Linked DNA regions of Mus musculus: region 1 is linked to region 2. A link is a contact called in public HiChIP or PLAC-seq data. All regions are on one chromosome and are shown on one strand. The core of a region is the stretch at or near the end of the contact, and the rest is flanking DNA. Distances in the headings are between cores, read along the strand shown. Region 1 overlaps Gatad2a (GATA zinc finger domain containing 2A). Region 2 holds the start of Gmip (Gem-interacting protein).

Region 1 (5,342 bases), core at 1,375-3,874, 130 kb after region 2:
ACAAAGCTCATCTGTTGGACGCTAAGCTGTCCAATCAGGAAATGGAGGGAAACGGCAATAACACCAGAGCATTATCCATGCTCCCCTCTTAGTCTGGGCTGACCTGAAGGCACACACTTTTGAAAGCTACAAAGCAGGCACTGAGGAAACAGCAGGACCTGGTGGCACCTATACTCTGAGGACTGGGGACAAGTATAAAGATGGGGTCACTGGGGCTCACTGTCTCAAGAGCCTGACCAACTTGCCAAGTCTCAGATCAGTAAGAGACCCTGTTTTAAGAAATAAGATGGACAGTTTCTGATGAATGGTAGCCAACCGAGGCTGACTTTCAGCCTCTATGAGCACATAGCCCCAATGGAGGAGCTAGAGAAAGTACCTAAGGAGCTGAAGGGGTCTGCAACCCTACAGGAAGAACAACAATAGGAACTAACCAGTACCCCCAGAGCTTGTGTCTCTAGCTGCATATGTAGCAGAAGATGGCCTATTCAGCCATCACTGGGAAGAGAGACCCCTCAGTCTTACAAACTTTATATGCCCCAGTACAAGGGAACACCAGGGCCAGGAAGTCAGAGTGGGTTGGTTGGGGAGCTGGGTGGGGGGGAGGGTATAGTGGACCAGGGATAGCATTTGAAATGTAAATGAAGAAAATATCTAATAAAAATTGTTTACAAAAAAGCCATATTGGTAGAACAAGGAAATATATGGCATTAAGCCTGCAAGGCCTTGTCTGTATACATCTAATAAATTGCTATGGTGAGCTCAAAGCAACAGTACCTTAACCCTCACTACCCTGGGTGAATGCACTCACTACATGAATCTGCTTGGAACCCAACTCCTGTCTGACACCCATAGAAGCACACACTATGCTGGAGGGAGATCCCTAAAGGTGTCCTTGGCCAGACACCCAAGGAAGACCAAACATAGAAAACAGGGCTGTTCCCATACTGCAGAGGTTGCCACCAAGAACACACTTCCTTCCTGTCACTTCATCAACCTGCAAAGCAGAGTGACTATCTCACCAGGAAGAAATGTGGCTGAGACGTTTTGCCCAAGCAGAGCTGCAGCATGTGGCCTAGCCCTCACCCTGCCCACTGACCTTCAGGGTTTGGTTTCTTTTCCACTCTTACACCTGCATGCAGCCAGAACCCGGGGGGTGGTGGTGGTGGTGGTGGTGGTGGTGGGGGGTCCTCTAGTTTCTAGGCAGCCCTCAATCCAGGATATCCGGGTGATCTGTTCCCCAGATTATCCTGAAATACTACGTATGTCGTAAGAAGTCACCAGTAAAAACTTCAAGAAAAAACATCTAAAGGACAGCTTGGAAACCAACAGCTCTGGTAGGGCCCCAGAGGTTCAGAGCCCTGGTGTACCCCTGGATTTTGGCAATAAAAGAGGGATCTTTCACATCTTAACACTTATAACTTTGGACTTCACCATCCCACCTCACAAAGGAGCAGGCCACAATAAGCAAAACATGGAGCATCCTGGCATAACCCCAAAGAACCAACAACTCCCTCCCCATCTGCTTCAGGAGCTCTCCTATCAGAGGTCTCACCAGAAAGACTGAGCTGAGGACCCACAAAGTCTGAGGGAGGAAAAGGAGCCTCAGCCTATCACTGTGACTTATTCTAAAATACGCCCCTAGTACAGCAGAAAGCAGTCAGAGAGGGAGAGAAGTTTCTGAGTGAGCAAGAGGATGGTTACTAAGACAGGGTCTTCTGTGCTCCAGGCTGGCCTGCAACTCCGTATGTCGCTCTCTGACAATGACCTTGAACTCCTCAGCTTCCTGTCTGTGCTTCCTGGGATGATGGGCAGATCCTGCCACGTGTGCCCAGATGAGAGAAGCCTTTCTAATGGCAAGTTCACAGAATGTTCTCAATAAAAGGGATATTCCAGTTTCACAAGGAACTCACAAGTCCTCAGGATTCTATGGCACAGCGGCAAATCTGGAAGCCCTCAGGATCCCAACACCAGATTTTGCAGAAAATTGAAGACTGAAACCGCTGTGCACTTCAGGCACCAAGTGGAGAACTAGCTCCCTCCTGCACTCCACTAGTGCTGGACCGACCTCACCGAGTATACACATGAGGTAGATGAGGACCCCAAAGGTACAGGATCCCAGTGGACAGAAGGGGAGTCAGGGAAAGTCCTCAGTGAGAATCTGGGGTAAATGCTCCATTCTAGAATGTTCTGAAGAAAGGGTAATGTAGCTGCTGGGAGAAAAAGGTTGAGTCTGACTTCCTTTAGCCTTTTACCTATGAGTGTCAAGAAGCCTGGGTTCTGGGCCGGCCGGTGGTGGCACACGCCTTTAATCCCAGCACTTGGGAGGCGGATTTCTGAGTTTTGAGGACAGCCTGGTCTACAAAGTGAGTTCCAGGACAGCCAGAGCTATACCGAGAAACCCTGTCTTGAAAAAAACCAAAAGAAGGAAGCCTGGGTTTCAGGAAAGTTCCCTTGAACTAATTAGTGATATACAGGAGAAACCCACAGAAGAGATAACAGAAGCCAGGCAGAATAGGGAGGCTCCTCCTTTGAGGAATGACACAAAGTGTGGTAGCCTGGCCTCCCTGAGGCACTCCCACCAAAGGAATGTTTCAGTCCTCCCACAATCCAAGAGATGGCAGACCCACTAAATAAATACAGGGGACTTCCTCCCCAATGAACCCATGAACCTGCCACTGACAGTGTCCCAGCCTAGGACTCAGGGACATCCTGCCCTGTACCAGCCTCTGCTAGGCTCCAACCCAGCCCATTGTCTTTTCTCACTCACCTGTGTGAAGTGCGCATGTCCACAGGCCCGTCTCCTAACAGCCCCTCGCCAGATCCTGTGCCCATGGCCTCTGTTGTCCTCAGCAACCCCTGGGCTGAGCCTGCACTCGGCTCTGGCATCACCCTGCTGTCTCCGTCCACTGTCAGCTCTGATGACCCTTTCTCCATTTTCATTTTCTTGTTCTCCACATCATCCTCCGTTAGGTCAGGTTCAAGGGTGCGCTTCTGACTGCGGGTTCGGCATGCTTCTTCACTCATTCTGTATGCGAAAGGGAGGATATAGCATTTGAACCCCTTCTGACAAGTTTAGTTTGAAGTGCGGTTTTCTTTTCCTCAGAGGCAGCTAACTAGAGAAGGGACAACAAAGACAGGGCCATAGACGCCCCTCACACCCTTAGGATGGCTGGGCAGGAAGGAGTCCCACAGGCCTCTTGGGTGTGGCCAGCTCTGAGAAGCCATGGAATCCAAGTGGGAGAAAAGCAGTGGCAGCTGTTACTGGACAGGGCCCTTCTGTGGAAGAACGGTGCCTATTATGGGTCTGAAAACCAGTCCAGGGGCCTGGCATCTGTATTGTAATGGTGTGTGTAGGACCTGGATAGAGGTGACCTCAGGTGCTGTGTGCCTGAGCCCCCCAGGGAGCCAGAAGTGAGGGTCATGCTAAGCTTTTTGGCTGGCAGACATACACTCTGAGCACAGTATGGACCGGTCCATCCCAAAGTGCCACCACCATGGCCCTGTACATGTGGCACACATTTATCTTGATTCAAAGAAAAGGGAGAAAAACGCTGAGTCAGTTTTTGATCCCATGACATCACTGGGCTCCACATGACCCTTCCCAGGATGCAGTCAGAGAGACAAAGCACTTTCCAGAGAACCAGTCTGAACCGGTTCCAGACAACACAGCTGAAGTGAAGTGTTGTTAACCCTCACAGAGACAAGAGGACAGCTTACTGGCATTCCACAGCTGAGTCTGGGACAAGGCCCTCTTAAAGGGACCGCTCAGAAGCCAGGTCTTACTAAACACTATAGGACACCAGCCTAGGGAAAGTCAGAGAACCCAGAGTTCACTTGGGAAAGGGAAGAGAAAAAAAAAAAGTCTGGCTGGGCTCTGGCAGGATCCAAGGGACAGCTCCACTGAGACATCTGGCATTGAGTATAGATAGCCCTGCAGAGAACCTCAGCTCACATCTCCAGCAGGCTTGATGGGAAAGCCCTCTGATTCTGCATCCTAATGGAGGGATACCTCCTTCCAGGTGCCTCAGTTTTCCACTGGTAAATATGGTAGGAAAGGCCTGTCCTGGACAAAGCCAGTTCTAGAAACCCCTTCCAAGGTTCTGGGAGGCTGGGATATTCCATCATATCAAGGATGCACTCCCACGGGTAGGAAAGGCCTGTCCTGGACAAAGCCAGTTCTAGAAACCCCTTCCAAGGTTCTGGGAGGCTGGGATATTCCATCATATCAAGGATGCACTCCCACGGCCAGACCAGAGTCCAACCTCATCTCCATGGTCCAGTCACCTTCTTCCATAGACCTTGGACCCAAGAGCCTCCTCTTCATCACCACCTAGGTTAAAGTTAATGCTTTGACCTTAATACGACTCTATCAAAGGTAGAGATGGGGATAGGGTCACAAACCTCAGTGGGCTTCATCTCCACCCTACTTTCTCCTGCCACCCCAACCTGTACCCTGGCAATCTTCCCTAGATACTGGAGCACCCACCATATCCCTCCACTCTAACAGCACTGGAGAGTCTACTACGGCTTTGCTCTTCCTTCAACAAGCCTGACCACAAACCCTGTCACACTTGCTGACAATCTGCCTGCTTTGCCTACCAGCAAAAGCAAACAAGCCACTGTCCTGGGGTGTCAGGGTACTCCCTGAAGCAGAGCTGCTGAGTTCTAGAACAAGAGGAAGTAGATTGGCAGTATCCTCAGACAGGGTATAAACACGGCCAGGCCTGGACAGGATATAGATGGGGAGCTCAGAACCTGTGACAATAAGGGCATGTGGGAACTGGGTGGGTGGGTGGGGCACAAGCATTATGGTTCTCAAAAGCGAAGCTCACTGGTGGGGGCATACTTCCTTTCTTTAATCCCAGCACTTGAGAGGCAGAGGCAAGTGGATCTCTTTGAGTTCAAGGCCAGCCTGGTCCACAGAGTTCCAGGCTACACAAAAAGACCCTGAAAACCAAACAAAATAGAATGAAGCTCTAGGCCTGGCCCTGCTCCCAAGTTCCGCCATCATAACTCAGTAGGAGTAAGGCAGGGCTTTCATACACAAAAAGACCAGGCCTTGACCTCAGCCTCTCCTAGCTCATCTGAATCCACCAGAAACCCTACCTGAAATCTATCTTCTCCATACCACAGCCTTACTTCTTTGTTGCTGTGAAAGGGCCTAAGGAAAAGCAAAGGTCTACCAGGGGTTGAGGGAACTGCTTTTCATATCCCTAGGAGCTGCCCATTGCATGGAGACAGGTACCTACTCAGAGCTCAAGCAGGGCCCAGAACCTTGAGCCAACCTAAGGGTAGGTGTGGGTGAAGGTAAGAAATGGGATGCCTGGAATTTGGCTCCCCAC
Region 2 (5,324 bases), core at 20-2,519:
GTTCAAGCTGGTCATCGGCCAGGTCCTGGCCCTGGACTTCTGCCTGGCACTCCTGGCTGACCGTGTCCTACAGTTCTTTTTGGGGACTCCGAAGCTGAGAGTGCCTTCCTGAGAAGATGGTGCTGGTATCCACTGCCTACCCTGGCTGCCACTGAACAGGAAAACCGCCGCTGCCCCAGGAGGGAGCACTGCTCCCATCTCCACAGTGAGGCAGCCCTGCCTTGCTCTTGGAAGACTGAGTTGGGACCCTTGTGGGCATCCGCTGGCCGGGCTAGTAGAAGAGTCCTGGCTAGCACCTTTGGTAAATAAATCGGCGTCTGCAATTTTATAAAGCTTGCTGCCACTTATATCTGTGCCACACAGGGCCCCCTGGGAATTGGAGGGGCCAGGTGGTCACTCAAGGGCCTAGGATTACCACAGGCCCAGAGGAGAGAGACACCCTCTGCGGGCGTTCCTGGACCTAGGACCTCAGGTTTTCTAGTGTCGTGCACATCCTCTCTCTTGTCAGGCGCACTGTCACTGGCCACCGTGGATAGCCTCCTTACATGCATGGAGGTCACAGTGCAAGGTGTTTGTGGCCTTGCCTGCCCTAAAACCACTGACTGCTTTGAAAGGGAGCCGACCACCTCAGGAGCCTCACCCACTTAGACAGTGGTTTGCACTTTTACTTGAAGATTTATTCTCTCTTCATGCTGAACCAGAAAAGAAGACATCAGATCTCATTATAGATGGTTGTGAGTCACCATGTGGTTGTTAGGGATTGAACTCAGGACCTCTGGAAAAACAGACAGTGCTCTTAACTGCTGAGCCATCTCTCCAGCCCTGGTGTGCATCATTAATCTCAGCAGGCAGAGGCAGGGGATCTCTGAGTTGGAGGCTAATCAGTCCCACACACCAAATAAACCAAGCCAGGCCACATAGTGAGACACTTGTCTCCAAAACAACAAAACAAACAAAATAAGCCTGCCCTGGAGATTTGGGGTTTATTGCAGTCCTTCATTGCAGTTCTTCACAGGAGTGCCCTGGATCTAAAAGCCTAGGCGGGGAGTTAAATCTAGTCGCTGGGTGTGGAATGTTCTGGGGCAGACATCCCCGGCTTGCTGGAAGAGTGCTACAGGGACTTAGGGTGCTACAGAAATCTACAGAAGGGACCCCTGGCTCGCTGGGGCTCCTCTACTGGGGTAAACTCTGGAAGCTAGTCAAATGCGATGGCGACTTCCGGGAGGGGCGTGGTCGTCTCGAGGCGTGGCATAGCTGGGGCGGGGCGACACCACTGGGTCGGCAGAGGCAGGAAATCGGGCTGGTCCCGGGCGGCGCGCAGCCCTGTCCCTTTCTCAGCATTGCCGCGCGTTCCCCACCCCACCCCCTGCCCCCGGGCATCGCCATGGACTCAGCGGAGACAGGTACGGGGTGGGGACCGAAGGGGGGGGGCCTCCCACCACCGCTCCTCAGTTCCTAAACCAGAAAACCCAACTTACCCCTGAGCTATCTGACAGCCGGGAAAGGAGTACTGACAGGGGAAGGAACGAGGGGATCCCCGAGCACCTTGGAGACCCCTGAAGCGCACAGTGCTCACGACGCCAGCCTTCAGCCCTCGGATTGCCCGCCAGAGCGGGCACCCCGGATGCCTGGGGGAAGGGGCCCAGGAAGGGGAAGTGGCCGCTTCTGCTTCTGATCGTAGGATGGATGGGGGCAGGGTGTCATGGCCAATATTCCTGCAGGTAGCCCCGAGGCATCAGGCTAGGGGGCGGCGGCAGAATTGTGGCTAGAACTGGGTTATGTTTCCGGCTGTCTTTGTGTATCGAGTGTCATTCAGTCCTGTCCCTCGTGGTTTCAGCGGTACTCGCGTGTGTTTATACCGCAGGCTAAGTGCCTGTGTGTCCCACGTGCTTTTCCATCTGTCTGGCCTGGGGTCCATGTGGCTCCATTGTCAAGCCAGCCCTCTACTCCAGCATTCATATGGCAGCTGCATCTGTTTCCTTCCTTTGCTTATGGGTCCTCCCATGCATGGTGTCCCTGTGGCTGTGAGCAAACGCTTCTCTGAGATTTTACCTGGATCCATCTGTGGAATCAGAAATGACCCCACCGAAGCGCTCTCTCTCTCTCTCTCTCTCTCTCTCTCTCTCTCTCTCTCTCTCTCTCTCTCTCTCTCTCTCTCTCTCTCTCTCTCTCTCTCTCTCTCTCTCTCTCTCTCTGTCCCCCTCCCTCCCCCCTCCTTCTCTCCCCTCTCCGCCCGCCCCCCTTCCCACCTCTGCTTGAGAGTGGTTGTTGAGGTACATTCGGATTGCTTTGCCACTACTAATGGGTGGAGAGAGACACTGGTTGGCTCATGTTTTCTTACACTTCCCTCCCCCAGAGCTAACCCCAGCTCCTGAGGGCAGGAAGAGATACAGTGACATCTTCCAGAGCCTGGACAACCTCGAGATATCATTGGGGAACGTGTGAGTCTGAGCCTGTGTCACCACATTGGGCAGAGCTCCCTAATTATTTGGGTATCATGCTGCCCCACATCCAGACACCCTGACTTCCAACCTCCTGAGCCTAAGACAGGAGCCCCCCCCTCCAAACAACTGGGCCCTCTGGTATTCTAGATACATAGGTATTTGGGGGTCTATCTTAAAGACAGATGATCCTGAGACACACACATGCAACTTCATGATTCCTTTAAAAATGGTAGAAGCAGCTATGAGTGTCAATTCCGTAAGCCCCTAAATTGCCTATGGCCCTTCCAACCCTTTCTCAAGTCTTACTTTTAGGAAAGAACCTCACCTGGGGATGTAGCAGGTGCATAACATTCACAAGGCCCAGGATTTAATCCTGCCTGTGCCACATTAGGGAAGGGGCAGGGGGGTGAGGTTCAATTGATAGGATGCGGCTCCGACATACACAAAGGCCTGGATTCCATCCATAGTACTGCATAAACCAACCAGGGTGTTGCTGCATGAATGTAATTCCAGCACTTAGGAAGCAGAGGCTGAGAATCAAGCCAACACTGAGTTGACGGCCTGCCAGGAGACAAGAGCCTCTGCTTCAAAACAAACTGCAGCCTGGCTCCCCTTACATTCTCAGATCACACCTTCTAAATCCCAGATAACAGCAAAGATTACCTCTTCCTTCTCCCTCAACTGTCCTAGTGCCCCAGGACTTTTCCCCAACAAAGGAGAGTTTGGACAGAAATGGCTTCCTGACACCAGTATCTTTCCCACCCTCAGAACTTTTGATCCCCTGGCTGGAGACCCTGTACGCAGAGAAGACCTGGAGCCTGACAAAGCTGACACAGCCACAGTGGTGACTGAGGAGGTAGGGACAGGATCAGGGTGCTCCATGCCCACTTGCTTGCTGTTTTGCTCCCTCCTGATGCTGTCTCTCATCCTCTTACCCTAGAACAGTGAAGCCAGTAGTTGGCGGGATCTCTCCCCAGAAGGTCCTGCACCCCTCACAGGTAGGGGAGGGTGTCAGACAAGAGTGGGGGAGTAAGATTGTTTCTTCATTGAGACATCTCAGATCTTGTTCTGTGCCAGATGCAGGGGACAGGGCAGAGCCCACAGTGGATCCACGCCCTATCCTAAAGGATTCCCCAGTCTTAGTAGAGAATTTGTAAATCATCATCATGATTCCAAAGGGAGCTTTAGGGAGCCATGAAGTATGGAACAGAAGCCATGGGTCCGGTCTTGGGTTTCAGGGAAGGCTTCCACGGGGGAGGGGGAAGCTGGGCTCAAGGATTTCCCTATTTATCCCAGAGGAAGAACTGGATTTGCGACTCATTCGGACCAAGGGTGGTGTAGATGCTGCCCTGGAGTATGCTAAAGCATGGAGCCGCTATGCCAAGGAACTGCTGGCCTGGACAGACAAGAGAGCCAACTACGGTGAGGCTTCCTTCTGCCCGGCCCCTGATGGCAGCAGGACCCAAACCCCAGCTGCTTGTAGACCACTGTCTCTCCTCCTCCTAGAGCTCGAGTTTGCTAAGAGTATCATGAAGCTCGCTGAGGCTGGCAAGGTGTCCATTCTCCAGCAGGTAGGTACCAGCCCTCTCCAGCCTGACCCCCCACTCCCCAGATCCTCCACCCCCCCCCCAATCCGGTCAGTTCCTGAGCTAGCCCCGCATTCCGCCCCAGAGCCAAATGCCACTCCAGTACATCTACACCTTGTTTCTGGAGCATGACCTCAGCCTGGGAGCCCTGGCCCTGGAGACAGTGGCCCAACAGAAGAGAGACTACTACCAGGTAAGCCCTCCCGTGTCGCCCGGGAGGTAGCCCCTCTGTAGTCTGACTTGGGAGGAAGCTGGAGCCCAGAGATGCTCAGGATCTTATCCAATGTTCCTTCACTGAGATTCAACCCGCATTCTGTGAGGCTGCAACACACACAGAATAGTGCTTTCATTTGAGAGGGCATCAGGGAGGATTGGTTTCAGGGAGAGCAGATAACTCAGAAGGTAAAAGATCTTATGGCCGGTCTTTGCGGTTTTGTGGGTTCTTCTTTTTCCCACCCTTTACTCCCAGCACCCTCACGCCCCACCCCCATTTGTTCCCCCTAACACAAGTTAGGAAGAAAGAAGGAGAGAGGGGAAAGAGAGATCCCTAAGTCTAATTTCTTTCCTTTTGTTTCTTCTTTGAGCACAACTCCTAACAAACCACAACCCCCCACCACAGAATGACCAATAGCCACAGACCCCACCTTTTGGGGTGCTAGCATCTAAATACCATCTGAAAAGTTTCCAGAATTCCAAACATCCGACAGCCACTGAAACTATCTGCAGCTGGCAAGACCATGCCTCTGCTTGAGCACGAGGCAAATCACAGTCAGCTGCTGGGGACAGCCTGAAGCAGCCCCGTCCTCTCACACCTGGGGTGAAAAGGAAAACACATTCTTGTAATGGTTCTGTGTTTTTTAAAGAAACCAGGACTCCAGAATTCTCACTCTAGGTGCTTGCTGCACGAGTCTGAAGACCCGAGTTCAATCCCTGAAACCCACATAAAGATAGAAGGAGAGCTGGGATGCCCTCTTTGGATGTATCTGAAGACAGCTACAGTGTACCTACATATAATAAATAAATCTTTAAAAAAGAAGAAGAAGAAGTAGAAGGAGAGCTCCAACTTCAAAATGCCATCCTCTGCCCTTCACATGCAAATCACGGCATGCTGCCTCTGTACACACATCGTATTAACAAATAAATAAATAGATCTCTTTAAAGGAAGGCTGGAAATAGCGCACAGTAGTAGAATACTTAGCTAGCAAGGCCAGGGATTCAAATCCCCAGTAACAAAAAAGAAAGAAAGAAAGAAAGAAAGAAAGAAAGAAAGAAAGAAAGAAAGAAAGAAAGAAAG

Evidence for each region. HiChIP or PLAC-seq counts read pairs in DNA pulled down with a chosen protein or histone mark.
Region 1: a contact with region 2 is called in an H3K27ac HiChIP or PLAC-seq map of extraembryonic endoderm stem cells. The contact joins the enhancer-like site here to the promoter of Gmip in region 2. A contact is called at or near these places in 1 of 39 promoter capture datasets (macrophages), 2 of 484 Hi-C or Micro-C datasets (female germline stem cells and spermatogonial stem cells), 3 of 115 datasets of contacts at active chromatin or transcription factors (embryonic stem cells, extraembryonic endoderm stem cells and microglia) and 3 of 9 other capture datasets (adipose tissue, liver and pancreatic islet).

Annotation. Positions count from the first base shown.
Region 1 is chr8:69,933,012-69,938,353 of GRCm38.p6, forward strand. Gatad2a (GATA zinc finger domain containing 2A) reads right to left here. Exons shown (of 13, transcript NM_001113346.1): 3 at 2,768-3,025. The coding sequence starts at 3,024. Among named protein-coding and RNA genes, the nearest start is that of Tssk6, 33 kb to the left of the region's middle. Within about 2 kb of position 2,625, at least 201 of the 459 cell types and tissues checked have an H3K27ac peak or open chromatin away from gene starts, as enhancers often do. A contact at or near this core is called in adipose tissue, embryonic stem cells, extraembryonic endoderm stem cells and 1 more, where this site is marked.
Region 2 is chr8:69,807,418-69,812,741 of GRCm38.p6, forward strand. Gmip (Gem-interacting protein) reads left to right here and starts at 1,270. Exons shown (of 21, transcript NM_198101.1): 1 at 1,270-1,403; 2 at 2,357-2,441; 3 at 3,213-3,300; 4 at 3,385-3,442; 5 at 3,741-3,866; 6 at 3,951-4,015; 7 at 4,116-4,223. The coding sequence starts at 1,385. Atp13a1 (ATPase type 13A1) reads left to right here. Exons shown (of 26, transcript NM_133224.2): 26 at 2-332. The coding sequence ends at 112.